Regions from separate parts of the Callithrix jacchus genome. Here region 1 is linked to region 2. A link is a contact called in public Hi-C data. All regions are on one chromosome and are shown on one strand. The core of a region is the stretch at or near the end of the contact, and the rest is flanking DNA. Distances in the headings are between cores, read along the strand shown. Region 1 overlaps SLC3A2 (solute carrier family 3 member 2). Region 2 holds the start of TMEM223 (transmembrane protein 223).

The links. A called contact is a pair of places that touch in the nucleus more often than the background predicts.
Region 1: a Hi-C map of induced pluripotent stem cells shows a contact between it and region 2, with 2.6 times the contacts expected there. The contact joins the enhancer-like site here to the promoter of TMEM223 in region 2. A contact is called at or near these places in 2 of 3 Hi-C or Micro-C datasets (induced pluripotent stem cells and skeletal muscle).

The regions. Positions count from the first base shown.
Region 1 is chr10:120,162,876-120,169,456 of calJac240_pri, reverse strand. It overlaps SLC3A2 (solute carrier family 3 member 2), which reads right to left. Exons shown (of 12, transcript XM_003734288.5): 4 at 3,096-3,524; 5 at 2,496-2,669; 6 at 1,248-1,339. It overlaps LOC118145852 (U4 spliceosomal RNA), which reads left to right and starts at 6,207; the gene lies at 6,207-6,345. Within about 2 kb of position 1,271, at least 7 of the 16 cell types and tissues checked have an H3K27ac peak or open chromatin away from gene starts, as enhancers often do. A contact at or near this core is called in skeletal muscle, where this site is marked.
Region 2 is chr10:120,068,147-120,074,975 of calJac240_pri, reverse strand. It overlaps TMEM223 (transmembrane protein 223), which reads left to right and starts at 2,584. Exons shown (of 2, transcript XM_009008357.5): 1 at 2,584-2,911; 2 at 3,632-6,829. The coding sequence starts at 2,599. The coding sequence ends at 3,924. NXF1 (nuclear RNA export factor 1) reads left to right here. Exons shown (of 21, transcript XM_054241495.2): 20 at 1,923-1,983; 21 at 2,107-2,450. The coding sequence ends at 2,145. It overlaps TMEM179B (transmembrane protein 179B), which reads right to left and starts at 6,795. Exons shown (of 5, transcript XM_054241497.2): 1 at 6,659-6,795; 2 at 5,314-5,501; 3 at 5,098-5,232; 4 at 4,850-4,928; 5 at 4,292-4,641. The coding sequence starts at 6,754. The coding sequence ends at 4,480.

The sequences.
Region 1 (6,581 bases), core at 22-2,521, 96 kb before region 2:
CTGATTTTCTTAGTGCTACAGCATTTTAGTTCTCTATTCCCGCCTCTGGCAAATCACACAGCTTCACCTTTGAAAGCTACACAAAGGGGCCCAGAGAAGATGTCCACAAACATAACTTCATTTAACACTTAGTGTTGGAAGGTTAGTATGTCTGTTCTAGAGATGAAGAAACAGAAGCAGGGAGACATGTCCATGGGTCATAATCAGTGAGCAGCAGACAGGATCGAGAATGTCAGTCAAGATCCCCCCTCTCCCAGCTTCCTGAGGCCCAGGGAAGGTGTGAGTATAAGAGCCACTCAGAGAAAGACTAAGGATTGAAGATTGACATTCAAAGCACAGCCCCAGGGCAGTTTAGATTTGAAGAGGCCAGTGCTGCAGAGTAAGAGCCCTGGCACTCATCTGGTGCACAATGTGGAACTTCCTCCCACTCTCCCTTTCTTCCCTTTCCCTGGGCCCCCTGCTCTGTCCTCTGGTCTCCATTTCCATGTGAGGGTACCACCCCTCACACCAAACCATCCAAAAACATTCTCTTATCAGTAACTTTTAGAAGGTCCGCTAGGCAAGGCCTAAACTGGACAGTGCCCGGGTCCTACCCAAATGCTGGGAGTCCAGAATTCTATCTCACAATGACAGCTACCAGCAGTGTCAGTATCTGCCTCCATTTTTGTTCTACCCATTCTGAACAAGTCAGTGTCCTAGGACCCAGGAATCAGGAGCTAGGATGACATTCAAAGCCCTACTCCTAGCCTGCTGGGTATAGATTTGAGCCTATGGCAAATGAGATACAGTTTTACAGGGAATTAGAAAACATCTATAAAATACTTGGCATAGTCCCAGACACATAGGAGTACCCCAGTGCTTATAATTTCAGACTGGGCTCTATTCCAAACACATCAAACAAGAACTGGGAAACCAGTCAGGATAGGATTCCCACAGACAAAGAGCTTCCTCTCCCAAAAGAAAGAAAAATCAAACTTCCAGACTGACATCTGAGAAGGTCCCTTCCTGGCACTGTCTCATCCTCAGAGTCAAGGAAGTAAGAAATATAAAAGATCAGAAAAGGAACAAGAAAAACAGAGGTGTGCTATTGGCCTATCCCTCGACTACGGGAGGAGGCGTTCCTGCTTGGCCCCAAGGAGCAAAGGGACCCTTCAACTGGAGCCAGGCTGGGTCTACAGGGCTTGCTGTGAAAGGACCATCCCAGCCCCAGCATCTGACTTCCACCAGCCATCAGCTCCAACACTCACCTTCACCTTGGTGGCCACAGTGTCAACCTGAGTGGAGAACCACGAGTTCTCACCCTGGTAGTTGGGAGTGAGATCCAGAATGATGCGGATGCCTAGAACAATGGAGGAAGAGGCAGTCATGAGACAGTCTAGGGGTTAAGGAGAAATAAGGAAATCAAAAATGCAACTCAATGAGTGTTTCCTATGTATTATTTGGTACAAAAGTTTGAATTTGAACCCTGGCAAAATTCATCCTATTGAAATAGATGTGAGCAAGGAAGGGCCTTAAGTTATTGGAAGGCAGGCAGGTGTGGTGGCTCATGCCTGTAATCCCAGCACTTTGGGAGGCCGAGGCAGGCGGATCACCTGAGGTCAGGAGTTCAAAACCAGCCTGGCAAACATGCTGAAAAACATCTCTAAAAATAAAAAAATTGCGGGGTATAGTGGCTCACAAGTTCAGGAGTTTGAGACCAGCCTGGCCAACATGGTGAAGCCCCGTGTCTACTCAAAATAAAAAAGTAGCTGGTGAGGTGGTGGGCACCTGTAATCTCAGCTACACAGGAGGCTGAGGCAGAATTGCTTGAACTGGGGTGGTGGAGGTTGCAGTGAACCGAGATCTCGCACCACTGCACTCCACCCTGGGCGACAGAGCAAGATTCCATCTCAGGGGGGGAAAAAAATTATCCAGAATTGTCCAGATGTGGTGGCACACGCCTACAGTTACAGCTACTCAGCAGCTGAGGCAAAAGAATCACTTGAACCCCAGGGGAGGAGGTTGCGGTAAGCTGAAATCATGCCACTGCACTCCAGCCTGGGTGACAGAACGAGACTCCATTGTTTAAAAAAAAAGACATCGGAAAGCAGAAAGTTTATAGTGCAGAGAAGTGGACCCTGTGTTCTCCACTCCCAAAGTGAACCTTTTTAAACGTGTCTATACTGAGTTGTAAAACAACATTTGGGATTCCCCACCCCCAAAAGAACATAGTGTTTTGCAAGTCTAAAACGACTGATTTAGTAAATATCTGCATTTTGCAAATAAGGGCATTGAAGCCCAGAAATTAAATGACCTGTTCAAGATTCCACAGCCAAGTCGGAAGCCCCCAAACGACTGCAAATAAATCCATTTTAGGCTGAAGACAGCCCAATCTCCCCTCTACCTGCCCTAGGAAAACTCGAGCCAGTTCGGAGGAAACCAGACAAAACTTCTATCCTACTTCCCTCTGGCCAAATCCCTTCTACCTGATTCCTTGGGAACCCCGGGATACCCACTCTTTTTTTTGGCAGATTGCAAGAGACTGGCAAAATCTTCCTTGGAGCCAAAATTAGGGTCGATCTGCAGCAAGTCGGTCCCAGCAACATCATCCTTCTGGTTCTTGTGAATTGGGCCCAGCACAAGGCCCTTCACCTTCAGAGAGCTGAGGTAATCGAGATGCCCCTTCAGACCTGAAATGGGGGGCTGGGTTAAGAGGTGAGGCTCCTCTGAGGGGCCTCTGACCTCCCCACTCTCCCTTCCCCCAGAGCCTAAGGTTGGGACTGGGAGCGGGGACGGGGGAAAGGGGGAGGTGAGATTGAATCACGAGACTCGGGAGCTGATGTAAGGAGCCCTGCAAGTTACTTCAGAAACCGGTTGCAACTGGCTCCAGGCGCCGCTGGGAGTGAGGACGCTGAGTCACCCACCCTCGTGACAAAGTGAGGGGCGGGGCGGTTTTCTTCAAAGAAAGGAGGGAAGGACAATGTACCGGGAGGGGGTGTGGGGAGAACAGTCCTGGGTACCGGATGGAGGGGAGAACCGGCTAGATCACTCTGGGGACAGGGGAGGGGGTCTGCTGGCCACAGATTCAACCAGGGACAGGGACGCGCTGCACTCACCCGCCAGGTTGCCCGCGCCGTTGCCCTGGAAGCCCTGAAGGTCGCCGATGCGGTAGAGGGCGCCCGTGTGCCACCACTTCTGCACGGGTAGATCGCGACAGCGCGGCGCCCGCACGATTATGACCACGGCACCAGCCAGCATGCCGAGCCAGCCGAGCCAGAAGAGCAGCAGCAGCACCCAGCGGGTGCGCACCCAGCCAGGGCTGCCCGCCACCTTCAGCAGCTCCTCTTTAGAAAGGCCCGTGAACTTGGCCGCGGCTGCCGCCTCCGCCTCATCTTCCGCCACCTTGATCTTCACCAGACCATTCTTCTCGGCGCCCGCCACGGCCATGGCCGCCCCAGACGCCGCGTTCATCGGCTGCTTCTCGGGTTCTAGCTCATTCAGCTCCACCTCCTTCATATCCACCTCGGTGTCCTGACTCATGGTGCCTGCAGAACGGGCGACACGACTCAGACTGCGGTCAGATGGTGGCTCAACCCCTACCCGGAACCCCGGACACAGAACGATCTCCCTGGCCCGGGTGACTACGCGCAGCTTCCGCTAGTACATCTGCTCGGCAGCGGGTGCGGCCTCAGGGTAGGGGCAGGGGAGCCGAGCCCCGCCCCGCCCCGCCCCTTAAGGTGGAACCTCGGCGACTGCCCCAGCCGTTGCGGGCGACTCAGGATAGTAAAGTCAGGAACACGCCTTCGACAGTACTTTCTGCGTCGTCCTATTTCTCATCTCCAATCTAACCCTAAGGTTCTTTTCAACCTGAGGCTGGGACCGCTCGGCGCGGAGCCACCTTTAAGTGGACGAGGCCTGTGATCCAGCCCCAAATCCCGAGGTCCCTCCTGCGTCCCTTAGGCTTAACCGCCCCCAAAGGCCCCCATTCCGGCAGGCTAGTGACTACCCCAACACTATCCTCTACTTGCCCGTGGTTCAGGGCTCTGGCCACCGCCTGGTATTCCCAACTTTGCATGGCTGCTATCACTCTCAGAGGCAGCCAGACACAGCTTCGGTCTTTTCCCCAAGGCTTGCCCTCTCGGGCCTCGGCGTAGACCTCTGCTTCCGTGCAGGGCTTACTCCCACTCGTTTTGCAAGACTCTTCTTGAGTTTAATTTCAAGTACTTAACTCATGCAGCAACTATTTATTGTGCACTCACTCCAATACTTTGCTTTGTTAACTTTATTGAATTAACGCTAATCCAGTCTTCTTCACAGTACTTTAAAATCAATGTTTGGGCAGGAGAGTTGAGGTAGACGCCCCCCTTCTAATCCTACCCCACCCCCAGCTGGATGTTTAGCAGCTAGGAATCAGACATCCAGAAGAGACTGACAAGCCTGTAATGAACATAACAGAGCTGGGAATCAGAGGCATCCACCGTTTTCCTAGAATAGACCAGAAGATGCCACGGCCAGACTCTTACCCACCTTACAGGGCACAGATTACCCCAAATTCCCCCAAGGTCCTGTCTCCCTATCACTTCACTGTATTAGGTCTTGGAGGCATCTGGTACTGCAGACGCTTTGAAGACCTCTAGAATTCCCTTCACAGGGTCCTTGGATTGAAGTGGGGCAGAGACAGATTCACAGCAGGAAACTACCGGACATCAACACCATGGAGTGCCAACACTCTCAAGAACTCCTTGTTCCTCAACAGTGCCAGTTGGGATATTTTCAGAGAGGAGCTGGAGGAAATTGGTTCATTCTCCCTTTCCCACCAAGACTGGAAGCCAAGATTGCTGTGTACTTAGAAGAAAGCAAAAGCCAATATCTTAAGTAATAACAGAGAAAACAGTGTAGAAAGGCTCATCCTCGGCCGGGCGCGGTGGCTCACGCCTATAATCCCAGCACTTTGGGAAGCCAAGGCGGGTGGATCACGAGGTCAAGATCGAGACCATCCTGGTCAATGAGGTGAAACCCCGTCCCTACTAAAAATACAAAAATCAGCTGGGCATGGTGGTGTGCACCTGTAGTCCCAGCTACTCGGGAGGCTGAGGCAGGAGAATTCTTGAACCCAGAAGGCGGAGGTTGCAGTGAGCTGAGATCGTGCCATTGCACTCCAGTCTGGGTAACAACAGCGAAACTCCGTCTCAAAAAAAAAAAGATAGAAAGGCTCATCATCCTCTGCTAGTCCCTTCTGCAGCCTAAGGCATCCATCCCCATCCCCACCCTAGGAACAAGGGGTGCACGGGGCAGCCCCTGTGAGAAGCAGAGCAAGTGGGTAGATTGGGGTTCAGACCAGTGCTTAAAGATAAGAGGTCCAAGGTGCCCTGCATGTGCCAGATAAAAAGTGCCAACCAGAGGTTCTGAACAGACTTTATCTCTAGCACAAAAGCTCAAGGCTGGGTGCAGTGACTCACACCTGTCACCTAGCCCTTTGGGAGGCCAAGGAGGGAGGATTGCTTGAGGTCAAGAGTTTAAGGCCAACCTGGGCAACATAGTAAGACCCCATTTCAAGATAAAGACATAAATTTTAAAATTATCTGGGCCTTGCTGGGCACAGTGGCTCATGCCTGTAATATCAGCTATGGCATGAGAAATGGAGGCTATGGCATGAGAAATCACTTGAACCCAGGAGGCAGAGGTTGCAGTGAGCCGAGATTGGGCCACTGCACTCATCTGGGTGACAGAACAAGACTCGTCTCAAAAAAACTAACAGGCCAGGTGTGGTGGCTGACATCTGTAATCCTAGCACTTTGGGAGACTGAGGCCAGCGGATCACTTGAGGTCAGGAGTTCGAGACCAGCCTGGTCAACATAGTGAAACCTCATCTCTACTAAAAATACAAAAATTAAGCAGGCATGGTGGTGCACACCTGTAGTCACAGACTTGGAGGAGTGAGGCACAAGAATCTCTTGAACCTGAGAGGCAGAGGTTGCAGTGAGCCAAGATAGCGCAGGTGCACTCCAGCCTGGATGACAGAGTGAGACTGTCTCAAAAAAAAAAAATTATCTGGGACTCCTAATGTGTCCCTGTAAGTCCCATCAGGTGCCAACACTTAAGGGAAGCAAAAGCAAGAGGATCACGTGAGTCCAGGAGGTTGTGAGGTGGCAGTGAGCGATGGTGGCACCAATGCATCCCAGCCTAGGAGACAGAGCAAGACACTGTCTCTAAAAATAAATAAGAAAAGCTTTGCACAATGGCAGTATCGTAGCCAATGAGGTTTATCCGAGGCGCGATTATTGCTAATTGAAAACTTTTCCCAATACCCCGCGGTGATGACTTGCAATAGTCAGCACTGGTAATTTTTGACAGTCTCTATGGAGACTGATTTTAAAAGATAATAAATAAATAAATAAATAAATAAAAGGTTGAAAACTGTGAGGTCAGAAGCCGTCTTTGAGATGGTCCAACATAACTCCCTAGAAACATAGTATCTCACTCACAGACCCTCATGGCTCTAAACGGCTTAAGTCAATTCCTTTTGTGTGCCTGTGTGGTTTTGTTTGTCTGTCAGGTTCAAGCAATTCTTCTGCCTGAGCCTCCCAAGTAGGTGGGATTAC
Region 2 (6,829 bases), core at 1,335-3,834:
GCTCACGTAATCCTCCTGCCTCGGCCTCCCAAAATGCAGGGCTAATAGGCATGAGCCATTGTGCCAGCCAAGTTTTTATTTGCTGATTTGTTTTGAGACAGGGTCTCATTCTGATGCCCAGGCTGGAGTACAGTTGATGTGATCACAGCTCACTGCTAGGGCTCAGGTGATTGGCCCACTTCAGCTACCTGAGTAGCTGGGACTACAGGCATAGGCCATGGTACCCAGCTAATTTTTTTGTATTTCTTTGTAGAGATGGGATTTCACCATGTTTCCCACCTAGGCCTCCCAAAGTGCTGGGATGAACTCTACCTTGCCTGGCCTCCTGAAATTTTAAAAGTCAAAACTTTTTGCTGCTTAAAAAAGCCCAGTAGTCAACTGGGCATGGTGGCTCACGCCTGTAATCCCAACACTTTGGGAGGCTGAGATGGTCATGAGATCTAGAGATTGAGACCGTCCTGGCCAACATGGTGAAACTGTGTCTCTACTAAAAATACAAAAATTAGCTGAGTGTGGTGGCATGCCCCTATAGTTCCAGCTACTCAGGAGTGTGAGGTGGGAGAATCACTTGCACCTGGGAGGTGGAGGTTGCTGTGAGCTGAGATGTCACCACTGCACTCCAAAGAGTGAGACTTCGTCTGAGGGAAAAAAAAAAAAAAAAAAAAAGATAGTTTATAAAAAATTTGCCTATGCATAAATTAGCATAAAAAATTTAGCCAGCTGCAGTGGCTCATGCCTGTAATCCCAGCACTTTGGGAGGCAGAGGTGGGTGGATCGCAAGGTCAGGAGTTTGAAACTAGCCTAGCCAATCTGTCTCTACTAAAAATACAAAAAAAAAAAGTAGCCAGGCATGGTGGCACAAACCTGTAATCCCAGCTACTTGAGAGACTGAGGCAGGAGAATTGCTTTAACCTGGGAGACAGAGGTTGCAGTGGGCAGAGCTTGTGACACTGCATTCCAGCCTGGGAGACAGAGCGAGACTGTCTCAAAAAAAAAATTGACCGGGTGTGGTGGCTCACATCTGTAATCCCATCTCTTTGGGAGGTTGAGGTGGGCATCATGAGGTCAGGAGCTGGAGACCATCCTGGCTAACATCATGAATCCCCGTCTCTACTAAAAAATACAAAAAATTATCTGGGCATGGTGGCATGCACCTGTAGTCCCAGCTACTAGGGAGACTAAGGCAGGAGAATCGCTTGAACCCAGGAGGTGGAGGTTGCAGTGAGTCGAGATCAAGTCACTGCACTCCAGCCTGGACAACAGAGGGAGACTGTCTGAAAAAAAAAAAAATTAAAAGCCAAAATGGACAAAATGGAAGTTCCTTTTTATATCCTATTTTGCAACTTAGTTTCTTTACTTAGACCAGATCATCTCTCCCTGCCACTGTAAGACTGTCCTGGGCTTGACAGCTGTGTAATCCTCCTTGTCACTGATAGACCATTGGTAGAACATTTGATCTTTTACTAATTTCTCATTGTATAAGTAGTGCAAGGATATATAAGAATGTACATACTTGTTGGCAAACTTGGGTGCTTTTATAGAATGGACTTCCGGCTGGGCGTAGTGGCTCACGCCTGTAATCCCAGCTACTCAGGAGGCTGAGGCAGGAGAATTGCCTGAACCCAGGAGGTGGAGGTCGCGGTGACCCGAGATCGCACCATTGCACTCCAGCCTGGGTAACAAGAGTGAAACTCCGTCTCAAAAAAAAAGAATGGACTTTCAAATGGCATTTAGGGGGAGTCAGAGTTTTTTTTTTTTTTTAAGCGATGGGGTTTCACCATGTTGGCCAAGCTGGTCTCAAACTCCTGGCCTCAAGTGATCCACCCACCTCAGCCTCCCAAAGTGCTGGGATTACAGGCATGAGCCACAATGTCCGTCCGGGGTTAGAGTTCTTATGGAACTGCCTGTTCTCCCTATTCCAGGTGCCTTCAGGACAACAACTGGGACTACACCAGATCTGCCCAGGCCTTCACCCATCTCAAGGTAAGGTCTGGAAATACAGTGGTAAAAACACTGGGATCTCCTGGCCTTCAGGAGGTCAGGTTAGCTGGGGTTGCTAAGTGGGGAGGGTAGGCCTGCCTCTACTGACCTTTCATTTTTCTCCAGGCCAAGGGCGAGATCCCAGAAGTGGCATTCATGAAGTGATTGCAGTCATGCCCCAGAAGCAGCCCCCCTGTAAATAGCCGTTGGATATTACTGTCTGGTTGTCATCTGTCATCTCCTCCTGTCTGGCCCAAGGCTGCCCTGTGACTGTGACCGAGGAGGGAGGGCTGCTGGATCCTTCTCACCTGCCTTCTGGAAGACCTCAGAAGATTGAGCCTCACTGGTGCCAGGAAGCCAAAGCTTACTTTGTAGAACTGACACTAAACTACCCGAAGGACTTAGGTGCTTTGTGTACTTAACCCCAGGACCTCCTTACTTTTTAAGATAAACAGTGATGTTGTATTTTGTGTTCTGAGTGCCGGATCCGTTTTCTCCTCCCAACCCTGAGCAGGAGGGCGGGCCTTGTAGCCAGGGAAGAGGGGAGGCGGGGAGGGCGTCCAGGGAGAGGGGAGGTGGTTCCGCGGCAGGAAGCCCCGCCCCGGAAGTCAGCTAGTCATGGCGGCTCTTAGGAGTCGGTGGTTCACGGGACTGCTAGCGGCATTGCGGACACTGCCCACGCGCCGGCTCCTGCAAGCCGCGACCTTGCAACAGGATGTGCTGCTCTTTGAGCACGAACGGGGCCGCTTCTTCACCATCCTTGGGCTGTTTTGCGCGGGCCAGGGCGTCTTCTGGGCCTCCCTGGCTGTGGCAACCGTGTCCCGGCCCCTTGTCTCGGTGCAGCCTCAGGATGAGGAGGTCCCAAGCCATGGCCGCGACCTGCGCTCCGCGCTTTGGCGCTACGGTCTGGCCGTCGGCTGCGGCACCATCGGTAAGACGTGGGCTGCCTTCCCACTGTTTCAACCTGGGGTGGCAGAAGAGTACCCTCCGTTCGCAGGCAGGGAGTATCAGGGGCCCTTTATCCCAGACGAGAGAGAGTGGCGGGTGGGCTTGCCCCATAGAAATGCGAAACACTCATGTCTCTGAGCACCATGCCCTGTCATAGTCTAGGCTGAGATCTGCCCTTCACTCTGCAACCTTGAGCAAGGTCCTTAAAGCCGTGGACCCGGCCGGGCGCGATGGCTCCCAATTGTAATCCCAACACTTTGGGAGGCCGAGGCTGGCGGATCATGAGGTCAGGAGTTCGAGACCAGCCTGGCCAATATGATGAAACCCCTTCTCTACTAAAAATACAAAAAAATTAGCCAGACGTGCGCACCCGTAGTGCCAGCTATTCGGGAGGCTGAGGCAAAAAAATCGCTTGAACCTGGGAGGCGGAAGTTGCAGTGAGCTGGGATCGTGCCACTGCATCCTGGGAGACAGACTGAGAGTCCATCTCAAAAAACAAAAACAACTCGGGAACCTTCGTCTTCCCTTTAAAATGGAAACTGACATCTATTAAGGCTGTAGGGAGGAATATCAGGATTCTGGGGCCTAAGAGGAGCTCAGTAAATATTACTTTCACCTCCCAAATTTCTTAGAGGAGACTAGGAAGGTGGGTACTTAGTTGTCCAGTGAAAACGCCTCACCCCAATCCCTGCTTTTCCTGCAGGAGCCCTGGTACTTGGTGCTGGTCTTCTCTTCTCTCTCCGGTCTGTGCGCTCGGTGGTGCTCCGAGCTGGAGGGCAACAGGTGACCCTCACCACTCATGCCCCCTTTGGCTTGTGGGCCAATTTCACAGTTCCTTTGAACCAGGTATCTTGCATGGCGCACCGGGATGAAGTCCCGGCCATGCTACCTCTGAAAGTCAAAGGCCGGCGCTTCTATTTCCTCTTGGACAAAGCTGGACGCTTCCCTAACACTAAGCTCTTTGACAATACTGTGGGTGCCTACAGGAGCCTGTGAAGAAACGACCTCGAGTCACTCACCTCTCCAAGAGGGGGAAAAAATGGAACCTTGGAGAGCCAGGTGTGTTCACACCTATTTTAATCCTAGTACTTTGGGAGGCTGAGGCAGGAGGACTGCTTGAGCCCAGGTTGAGAACAGCCTGGGCAACATAGCAAGACCTTGTCTCTATTTCCAAAAAAAAAAAAAACCGCCTTAGAGATGGAGTAGGGGTCCTGCAAGGAGGCCCAATATTCATTAACAAATAAAGGAGCAGTCATCCCTAGGGCAGCTGCTAGCCAGTACCTCTAAGTTTCAGTCCATCTCTGTTGAGCCTTCACTCCTTCCTCCCATCTACTTGTGCTTTAACATCAAAAACTCACTCCTAAGATGAAGACAGTAATATATTTTGGTAGAAAAACCGCTGTAGGAAGAGGTGGAGGGGGGCCTGTCATTACATTTCCCTCCTGAAGGGAAAACTAAGGCTCCCAGCATAAACAGGGCTTCGTGGGGGCAAGAGGACTGCAGGCACTTGGGCATGGAGTGTTTGGCTGCAGGAAGCACTCTGGTTATTCTTCAGAAATGGGAAAGGCGTGGCCCAAAGAGAGCACTTGTCTCAGAACTCCACTCAGGGTCACCCCTCTCCAGAGGCCGGCATGGGGTGGCTTCAGACTTCCACTGCACGACCTGGAGCACCAAGACCAAACACCACAATACCAAATTCACCCACGAAGAGGTCTGTGGGAGACAGGGACAGGGGTGTGAGGAGGGGGACCGTTTCAAATCCAGTCCTTCCCACCCACACACCACTCTTAACTGCTGAATTTTAGGTTGACAAGCCCCTCAGCTTCTCTCACTGGTGGGCCAACAAGCTCATCATACGCTGGTGAGCACCCACACAGCTACAGATACTTAGTGAATTTTTCTGTGTATCCCTGGGTCTCACTTCAGCATTGTGTAGGTTGAAGTAAAACTGCACAGCAGTTCCAGGGGGTGTCCATGGAATTTTCTGGGCTTCAGAACAGCTGTGAGGTCGAAGAGACAGTTGTGAGAAAGGGTGATAGTTTATAATTGAGGCACATCCGTGCCGGGCACCGTGTGAGTTGAGCAATAGATGGGGATAAAAAGGGAAATTACAGGACCCCCATGAGAGGGAAAATAGCCCCAGCCAGGATTCCCTCCCTCTCCCATTACCTAATTGTAGTGTTCAGGGAGATGATGGAGCTGCAGAAAGACCTGGTGCCAAATCGAAGGATACAGGCAGACACCAAGACCAGGAAGATGGCTATTGCTGAGATGACCAGTGCAATGCGCAGCCCTATAGGACCTCTGAGAGGAAGAGAACAAGCCTTGGGGTTGAGGGGAGACTCATCCTACCTCAGCCCCTGGCCCTCAGGGTTGAGCAATCACCTGTGGGAGTCCTCGATGCAGCTGCTGTAGACCCAGAAGAGCAGAAGCAGGAGGCAGTAGAGGGCCAAAAGGCCAGAGGCCCCAGCTACAAAGTAGCAGAGGGATGGGGCCGAGGGACGGGATAAGGCCAGGGAGGAGCCATTCAGGACGGCCACACCATACAGGGGACATCTACCGCTGAAGGAACCCTGTGGAGAGAAGCTGCTGAGTCCCAGATTTCAGGCTAATACCTCTGGACGCAGTCTCTTGGTAGGTGTTAGTGGTAGCAGAACCATTGCAGGAAGTTATTTGTGCACTGTCAATTTCTGTTTCTGGGACAAGGATATTGATGGAGAGGGCCTGCTGGGGAATGAAACCTGCAGTGGCCCAAGGATCAGAAAATAGGCAATGATTATAGAATACAATGAGCTTCAGAGAAGCCTCACAAGATCTGGGCTCTGTGCAGAAGAAACCTTGCAGTAAACCCAGGCCTTGTATATTTTTCAACAAGTAAGTATCTCTGAGGTTTTCTTTTTTTTTTTTTTCCCTGAAATGGAATTTTGCTCTTGTGCCCAGGCTGGAGTGCAATGGCACGATCTTAGCACACTGCAACCTCCACCTCCTGGGTTCAAGCAATTCTCCTGCCTCAGCCTCCTGAGTAGCTGGGATTACAGGCGCCCACACCACGCCCAGCTAATTTTTATATTTTTAGTAAAGACAAGGTTTTGCCATGTTGGCCAGGCCAGTCTCAAACTCCTGACCTCAAGTGATCCACCTGCCTAGGCCTCCCAAAGTGCTGGGATGACAGGTTTGAGCCACCGCACCCGGCAGATCTCTGAGGTTTTCTAATGGTGTAAAATAGGCAGGCTCGTGTCTACTTTATAGGAATTAAATGAACCCATGTTTACTAACAAGATTACCTGGTTGGGGTAAACGATATAAATTATTGGTTTCTACCTTTACGTCAGCGTTTTCTACATCTCTATTTTGTCTTTTAATGCATTGTGCTGCAATCATGTGGTAGCCTGATCATCTCCACTACACTATGCTTTATTTCTCGACAAAGCTCAGCACAAATGGTTTCTGATTTAACGGATGGACGCAGAGCCTGCACCGACTTGTTTCAGAACCAGAGCAAAGTGGTGCAGCAGGAGCCACCAAGCCCGATTCCGTCTAGTTCCGTAAGACGCTACTGACTCGTCCCTTTGGCAAGGGGCCACAAAGCGCGATTCGCGTCGCTGCGTTTCAGCCACAGGCCGGCGCCAGCCGGGCCTCACTAGGTCCACCGGCTCGGAAAGCAACAGTGGCCACGCCACGTCAGGACCAGCCAGCTTCCCCGCCTACCTGCCCCGCCCCACAGCCGCACCTGGGTCCGAGTCAGCGCCGCGGCCGCCACGGCCCCGCACAGGAAGGCCGCGGCAAAGAGCACGAGCTCGAAGCGCTGCAGCCAGGGCAGCGCCATGGCGCCCCGACTACTAGGAAGCGACGCCGCCGCAGCACCTCGCCCAAACTCCGCCTCATCCGGCGAAACCCACGA